2 separate regions of the Sus scrofa genome follow, and region 2 is linked to region 1. The links are chromatin contacts, called in public HiChIP or PLAC-seq maps. All regions are on one chromosome and are shown on one strand. The core of a region is the stretch at or near the end of the contact, and the rest is flanking DNA. Distances in the headings are between cores, read along the strand shown. Region 1 has its middle 51 kb from the start of UBASH3B. Region 2 overlaps UBASH3B (ubiquitin-associated and SH3 domain-containing protein B).

Region 1 (4,004 bases), core at 709-3,208:
GTAGAGCAAGGAAAAATATATTATTTATATATAAGAAAGCTATCATTACTAGTACAGGTCTATTTTCAGATTTCTATTGTTATCAAAAGTCTATTATTTTTGTTACATGGCTACCTTATTGATTTCTCTTATTGCTTGTAATAATTTTATAGCTTATTTTCTACTATAAATATGTCACCTGCAAAAAATAATTTTGCTTTCTTCTTTCTTCCACAGCATGTGGAAGTTCCTAGGCCAGGGATAAAACCCATGGCCCTGTTGTAGCCAGAGCCACAGCAGTGACAATGTCAGATCCTTAACCCATGAGTCACAAGGGAACTCTATCCCGCTGTCATATTTATGTATATATAAATATATATATATATATATTTAACTGCTTTGGAAGTACTTCTAGAAATATGTTAAATAGATTTGGTAATAATAAATGACCTTGTCTAGTTTCTGACTTTAATAGAATTGCTTACATCCCTTCATTATTAAACTTGACCCTAGCTTTGTCTTAAGAGTTCATTTAACTATATAAAGGTAGATACAGATCAGATACAGACAGGCAGAGACATATTCAATTGAATTAAGGAAGAATTATGTCAAGATCAAGACTAGATGTTTAATTTTATCAAGTGACTTTATGGTATCTCAGGATACACATTTCTTTTACTTTGACATGTTAATAGGCTAAGTTAGTGAATTATGTACATACAATTGTTAATATATATCCATCCAGTCTTTCCATGTTTAAACTCTATTTAGTCCTGGTATATTATTTTTTAACAAGTTGCTGAATTATATTTCTACTACTTTTTATTTAGTCTTTTTGCAGTCATATTCATACGTTAGTCTTTATCTTTAGGTATTACTGTGATTTATTAAATGTGGTATCAGTACTTAATTACTCCATAAGAAGAATTGGAAACTTTTATTATTATTATTACTATTATTATTATTATTATTATTATTGCTTTTTAGGTCTGCACCCGAGGCATGTGGAGGTTCCTAGGCTAGGGGTCTAATCGGAGCTACAGCTGCCGGTCTACACCACAACCACAGCAATGCAGGATCCAAGCTGCATCTTTGACCTACACCACAGCTCACAGCAATGCCAGATCCTTAACCCACTGAGCGAGGCCAGGGATCAAACCTGCGACCTCATGGTTACTAGTCGGATTTGTTTCCACTGCACCACAGTGGGAACTCTGGAAACTTTATTTTTTTGATGTACTGGAATAGTTTAACATACTGGAATTTTATACTCCTTAAACCTTCATAGAATTAAGTTGCTTAGTTCTAGTGCCTTCTTTTATTTATTTATTTTTTTTAGGGACACACCTATGGCATGCAGAAGTTCCCAGGCTAGGGGTTGAATCCAAGCAGCAGCTGCCGGCCTACGCCCCAGCCACAGCAACACAGGATCTGAGCCGTGTCTGTGACTTACACCACAGTTCTGGTGATGCCAGATCCTTTAGCCCACTCTGTAGGGGACTGAACCTGGTGTGGCAGAGATGCTGAAAATCCTGTTGCACCACAGCGGGAGCTCCTCTATTACCTTTTAAGGCATGTATACCCTGTGCTATTTTCATTGGTGCTTGGTTATATTATCCTGTGCTAGTCTAAATGTTTCATTTTCAGCACTTTATTTCTCTAGTTAGACTATAATGACCCCAGTGCCTCACATTGGGCACATCCTACTTTGCTTAGCACTGGCTTATAAGTTAATTCAACTTGCTCCTTGAATATACCTAACAAACCAGTACCTTCAATTTTATCAGTGTGATGAGGCTGAAGTCCACAAAGTTTAATGGGTGTTTTGGCAGGACTGCGATTGACGATCAACTACATTTTGTAAACCTGGGTTTAAACAAGGAATCAGGTGTTTTCACTGCAGAATGTCTTGGTTTATCTCCTCAGACAGGAGGCTGTGGTCTACACAGTGTTTTTCGCATTTATTTGCCATACAACTTCCCTCTCTCTGGCCTCTGCCAAGAGTGACTCATATGGTCTGTTGCAGTACTATTCAGAATGTATTTTGAAAGTTTGTTTTTTTTTTAGAAATTTCATTTTTTAAGTAATTTGTTTTCATTGTAGGTTACAAAAATATCAGTCTGTCATAAGATGGAAATTTTTTAAAAAATTGTTTTTCACCACAGTTTGAAGAACACTGTTCTACAGCACATTTCCCAATACGCTACTTTGTATGGCCTGTGTCTTAGGCATCTCCTTGTGGTCCTTTACTGCAACTTACATTCTGAAAAACTGAAAAATGTGGGAGAGTTAACTCCCCATGGAATGAATTTCGACCAACAGGAGCCTGAAGGCTGGTGGGATCAGAGCAGACTCACCCCTCCCCCATCCTCTGCACACAGCCTTTCTGGAGGCATCCCACATGCCAAAAGGACACATCTGCAAAGATCTGCAGTGTCTCTTGGTGGCTTGTCCTGAACAGGAGCCAGAGCACTAATATGGCCTTGAATCTTTTCTTGTCTCATTTTTCCTGTTCTTAATTTTTATCTCACAAAGTATCAAGCTCTGTTTGCTAGAGAACCCTAACTAAATACTCTTATAATTATATTACAGTGCCTAAGCTTTTACCATGATTTTCCATGTGTAAGGATAAACATATAGATATAAGGAGTGCCCTGGTGGCTCAGTGGGTTAAGAATCCTGGGTTTGAGTTCCCGTTGTGGCTCAGCAGTAACGAATCCGAGCGGTATCCATGGGAATGCAGGTTTAATCCCTGGCCTCGCTCACTGGGTTAAGGATCCAGCATTGCCGTGAGCGGGGGTGTAGTTTCCAGATAAGGCTCGGATCCAGTATTGCTGTGGCTGTGGTGGAGACCAGCAGCTGCAACTCCAATTTGAGCCCTAGCCTGGGAATCTCTATATGCAGCCCTAAAAAGACACACACACACACACACACACACACACACACACACACACACACACACACACACAAAGGGATCCAGGGTTGTCTCTGCTGTGATGGGGATTCCTGCTGTGGTATGGCTTCAGTCTCTGGCCTAGGAACTTCCAAATGCCTTGAGTGTGGCCCAAAAAAGATAAAAGCTTTTAATTTTGGACTTCCCATTGTGGCTCAACAGGTTAAGAACCCCTGATTTGTATCCATGAGGATGCGGTTTCGATCCCTGGCCTTACTCAGTGGGTTAAGGTTCCAGTGTTTCTGTAAGTTGCAGCATAGATCGAAGATGTGGCTCAGATCTGGCATGGCTATGGCTGTGGCATATACTGGCGGCTGCAGCTCCAATTTGACCCCTAGCCTGGGAACTTCCATATACGGCATGTGCAGCCCTAAACAAACAAAGAAAAACAAAAAAGACATAAGAATCTATCTATCTATCTGTCATTTATCTATCTTTAAAAATATTAAGTTGGGAGTTCCCTGGTGGTCTAGTGGTTAGGATTCAGTACTTTCACTTCTGTAGCCCAGGTTCAATACCTAGTCTGGGAACTAAAATCTCACATCAAGCTGCTGCACACCATGGCCAAAAATAAATAAATAAAAATTTAAAAAGACTCTGAATTCCACGGGTCATAGAAGAAATTCTGAAAACCCTTGACTCTCATTCATTCACGGTCATGTTTTGAGGACCTACGATATTCTGAGTTTGATGGGAGCTGGGAGATGATGATGAGTAAAATCTGATTCATGTGCTCAGGGAGGCCACTTGGAGTGGAGGACACAGGCAAGCATGAGGCAGAAACACTGCAGAGAAGTTAGTGGGGCAGAAGTGCACGTGTACGTGGTGGAGCAACCGAGGCTGGTGCCAAACCCACAGGATGGGATGATGATAGAGGAAGTCTCTGCAGAACTGTCTCGTGAATGATTTCAAGTCAGCTGCGTGGGGGTGGCGCTGCAGTGGGAAATGGGTGCATTTAGGCAGAGGGGCATCCATGTAGAAAAGTGTGAAAGCGGTCCAGGTCCTGAAACGCTCAGTCAGGGACCCCAGAGTTGTTTGGTGACCGGAGCGTAGGTGTGAGGTAGGAAGGCTG
Region 2 (4,264 bases), core at 15-2,514, 190 kb before region 1:
GCTGTCGCAGGTGCCCGGATGTAGGATGATAATTCTAGAAAGCCTTGTTTGCTAGGCAAGAGTCCAGAGAGGATGAATTTTATCCCTGAATCAAGTCTTTCTTTCCTCGACACAGACTCATCCTAAGAACGGTAAAGCTTGAAAGGAAATATGCTAAATTATTCTGAGCTGTCCACTTAGGATGTGGTGCAGACTTTCCCACTGTTACTAAACACACAAAAAGACACTTCTCCCAAAGCCGACACTTCTCCCAAATCCTTTCTCAAGCCTTTTCTTTTTGTTCACTCTTGCGGTTTATTCTTGCAGCAAGGTCTCTCTCCAGTTGAAGCCCCCAGTTGGTCCATGGGTAAGAGGAAGAATAGGTGGGTCTGTCAGCTGCCAAATTCCAGTTTCTCCTAATTCTTCACAGGAACAAAACCCCAAGTATGGGATCTGAAGTAAGATAGGAAAGAAAGGGAAAATCGGAAACAGAGGGTTAATGCTTTAACTTTTATTTAGACAAAGGGATAATCAAAGGAATGTATAGGGGCTTTGTAGGCAAGCATCCCTTCCAAAAAAATCAGTAAAGAAAATGAAATGGATAAAACTGATAATTTATAAGGAAGAGTATTTGCAATCCAAGAGAATTCTTCAGAAGGATTCATTAAATGGTGAGCTCTCCTAGTGCAATTAAGTAATTGTTTATAGATTATTTCTTAATAGCATGGGAGGAAAAAAAAAGACATCATCTATAAAGCTAGGGTACTAGGAATTAATTCCGAATTGAAAGTCATGCTAAAAACCCAGCTCAAACATTTCAGAAATCATACTTGGACAATGGGAAAGATTATTCAATTTTAAAAAATTGTTTCCTCTTGCTTTATTTATTTATTTATTGGGGCACGTGTACCTAACATTCAAAGCTGAAGCTGTGCCCTTCCTAACTTCAGTAGGCATGGCATTTCAAAACACATTTGAGTGGGTGTCCGGAGCTGCCTTTATAAATAAGACCAAAAAAAAAAAAAAAAAATTTCTGCCCTCAAGCAGCTTACAGGCTAATGGGAAGGGCAGACACAGAAATTAGTTTTTCACAAATGAGAAAGGAATTGCAATTGAATCTGAACCAGGTTCTTTGGGGACAGATAAAGGAAGCATGGAATTCAGCCTGGAGGGAAGTGTGTGGGAGGATGGCTGACAGGAAAGCCTCTCCCACAGGCTGGAGCGGGGGCGATCCAGATGTGTCGGTCAGCGGCGGGCTTTCTGTCTCACTGCCTTGGGTTTGCCTTTCAGCCTGATCGTTTTGAATCACGGCTTCCTGTGGCCTACCAGCCAGGACCTCTCCTCCAGCTAAGCTCTCAGATGCTGCGTGCTGGCCCATGCACCCCTCTTTATCCAATCCATGGTCTCTCAGGGAAATCCAGACAGTCTGCTTATGACTCTCTTTCCTCCATTTGAGCTCCCAGAAGCTAAAACTAGCTCAAACACATCTTTTCTTTTCTTTTTTTCCCCATCTTACCCAAGGCCTGATGAAGTGCCTTAAAGAGAGTCCCACTCAATACATCTTGGTTAAGTGAACCAATAAATGTGTCTTCCCAGCTCAGAGTCAACACATGCTCCAAAGAACTTTGCTTCCAGCCAGCACGGAGCTGTTCTAAAACCGTAAGGCATTGCAGGCCCCTGAAGTGCAAGTAGGAATTACCTTTCGGACCATTTGTACAAAGTCCTTGGAGTTCTGAGGTGACAGGCCCTGAAGTTGGCAGGTACACGCCTCAAGGGAAGATGCATGGGCCACAATCAGGATATTATTTCCTGGAGGCAGAAAAGCAAGACTGGGGAGACTGCGTCTATGCAGACCCATGTAAACCTTCTAAGTACTCGAGCCCAGTGTTCCAGGGAGGGGCAAACATTCTCAAGATGAAGACTATTCGGCCAAGCAACATTTTGAAAATGCTTTGTATCATTAAGATAGCCTCATCTTATTTTAAAAAACAAAACACTTTTGGGAGTTCCCGTCATGGCTCAGTGGTTAACAAACCCAGCTAGTATCCATGAGGACTCAGGTTTGATCCCTGGTCTTGCTCAGTGGGTTAAGGATCTGGCGGTGCCGTGAGCTGTGGTGTAGGTCGCAGATGCCGCTCGGATCTGGCATGGCTGTGGCATAGGCCGGCAGCTGTGGCTCCGATTAGGCCCCTAGCCTGGGAACCTCCATAGGCCATGGGTGTGGCCCTAAAAAGACAAAAGACAACAACAACAGCAAAAACCACTTTTAATCTTAAGGCAATTAGATTCACAGGAGGTTGCAAATCACATTTTATACATTATGCATATTTTATATATACCATATAAATATATTACATAATATGTATATATATATGTGTATGTGTATATTAATATACATAGTATACACACACACACACACCAGGGAGGTCCCATGCACCCTTCATGCAGGCTCCTCCAATAGTAACATCTTGCCTAACTAAGGTGCACTATCAGAACTAGGCAATGAATGCTACAACCCACATAGCTTATTCAGATTTCACCAGGTTTACCCCAGTCAATCATATGTGTAGCTCTTTGTGACCACTACCTCAATAAAAATGCAAAACTGTTCAATGTTTACAAGGCTCTCTGCTATTTCTTCTAACAGTTTTTGACCTTGCTGCTGTGGAGCTGTGAGCTCTTGAGGCTTTCTGGTTAATGGAACACACGGAGTATCTTCATAGTGGGGGTGGGTGGTACCACTGCCATGGGGGTGATGATGGTGTAAGTGGCTTCTGCGTGACAACTGAGAGATGGGAAACAGCCATAAGGCTGTTGATCAGAGCTGCCCACTGTTAACATTCTGGTGCATGTCAATCCAGCCTTTGCTCTAGGAAGATAAGTATTTTAAGTGGGGGGGGGGAATGTGCATATTCTTTTATCATCTGCCTTTTTCACTAAAAAAATTATAGCCCCACATATCATTAAATATTTGATTTCAATGATTATAAAATTCAACAGCAGCTTTGAGTCTTAGAAAACACTGCTCTTGGCTGGTGATAGCAGTGACAGTGTACATATTTGCGTCGGTGTGTTTTTGTGTGGGGTGTCCATGCTTCTAGATCAAATTAGAGGCAAGACAGTGTTACGCTAGAGACCTTCTGGATATTGCAATAGAGAGCCTCCTTCACAGAGTACAAGATAAATTATTGTGCAAGATATATAATATGACTTCATATAGTAAACATCAACCATGGAATATCCACCATTTTGGATACTTGAGAAAATAGTACAAACTTAACATGAAAGGATAAGAGAGTCTGGAAATATTTTTCTTTTCCTATGAAGTGAGTTTGCCAAAGTACACTGAAACATCTCGAATAGCCTATTAACTGGTGGAGAGAGAAACGATCACCTATTTAAGGATGGTGTCCAAAATAATACCCACCTTTACTTTTACATTCGCTTATTATTTCTTTTGTTACTTGGAAACTCCTGCTGATATAGGTGTCATAGGATTCTGAAACCACTAATTTGCTGACTGGAATGTGAGGTCTGCAAGAGAAAAACGAACAAAGGCAATGAAAACATTTTGATCCCAAGACAAAGCAATTGATATTACTCTAAATTGTATCTCAAGACCTTTCTAAATTCCCATATTTCTGTTTATCCATTTCCCCCAGAAAGGACAGAGTATGTATAGAGAAGAGTATTTCAGCTGTATGTAGAAGTGGGGTTGAAATGTGCAGATATAGAAATAAAGGCCATGTGTGCCTGGTGCCAGAGTGACCAACTGAAAAATGAAACATTCAGTGCAGGCTTCTTTTCCGGATGAACTCATAAGCAGTCCATCAGTCCTACGTCGTATAAATAAGAAGCCAAGCAGAGGTTAGATGTCTTTATCTATTCAGATGGCCAGAGATCTCCCAAGCCTTTCTGTACTAGGCTTACATAGGATAAGCAGTAAAAATAGGTTTTACTTAATTTTCCCCCCAGTTTTATTGGAATGTAATTGATGTATAACATGGTATCAGTTTAAGGTATACAATTTATTGATTTGTACATTTAAACATTGGAAAATGATTCTCACCATAGCCTTAGCTAGCTCTGTGACCTCTATCATAATTACCATTTCTTTTTCATGGTGGGAACATTTAAGCTCTACTCTCTTAGCAGCTTTCAAGTGCAGTGTGGTTAACGATCATCACAATGCTGTATTTTAGATCCCCAGAACGCAGTCATCTTAGTTAACTGTAAGTTGGTAGTCTTTGACCAATCTCTCCCCATTTCCCCCTCCTCATGGTCC

The links. HiChIP or PLAC-seq counts read pairs in DNA pulled down with a chosen protein or histone mark.
Region 2: a contact with region 1 is called in an H3K27ac HiChIP or PLAC-seq map of alveolar macrophages. The contact joins two enhancer-like sites. A contact is called at or near these places in 1 of 5 promoter capture datasets (fetal liver) and 1 of 2 datasets of contacts at active chromatin or transcription factors (alveolar macrophages).

What each region holds. Positions count from the first base shown.
Region 1 is chr9:49,577,240-49,581,243 of Sscrofa11.1, reverse strand. No RefSeq gene overlaps it. Among named protein-coding and RNA genes, the nearest start is that of UBASH3B, 51 kb to the left of the region's middle. Within about 2 kb of position 1,958, at least 4 of the 83 cell types and tissues checked have an H3K27ac peak or open chromatin away from gene starts, as enhancers often do. A contact at or near this core is called in alveolar macrophages, where this site is marked.
Region 2 is chr9:49,763,776-49,768,039 of Sscrofa11.1, reverse strand. It overlaps UBASH3B (ubiquitin-associated and SH3 domain-containing protein B), which reads right to left. Exons shown (of 14, transcript XM_005667439.3): 12 at 3,407-3,513; 13 at 1,679-1,788; 14 at 1-432. The coding sequence ends at 295. Among named protein-coding and RNA genes, the nearest start is that of CRTAM, 16 kb to the left of the region's middle. Within about 2 kb of position 1,264, at least 1 of the 83 cell types and tissues checked has an H3K27ac peak or open chromatin away from gene starts, as enhancers often do. A contact at or near this core is called in alveolar macrophages, where this site is marked.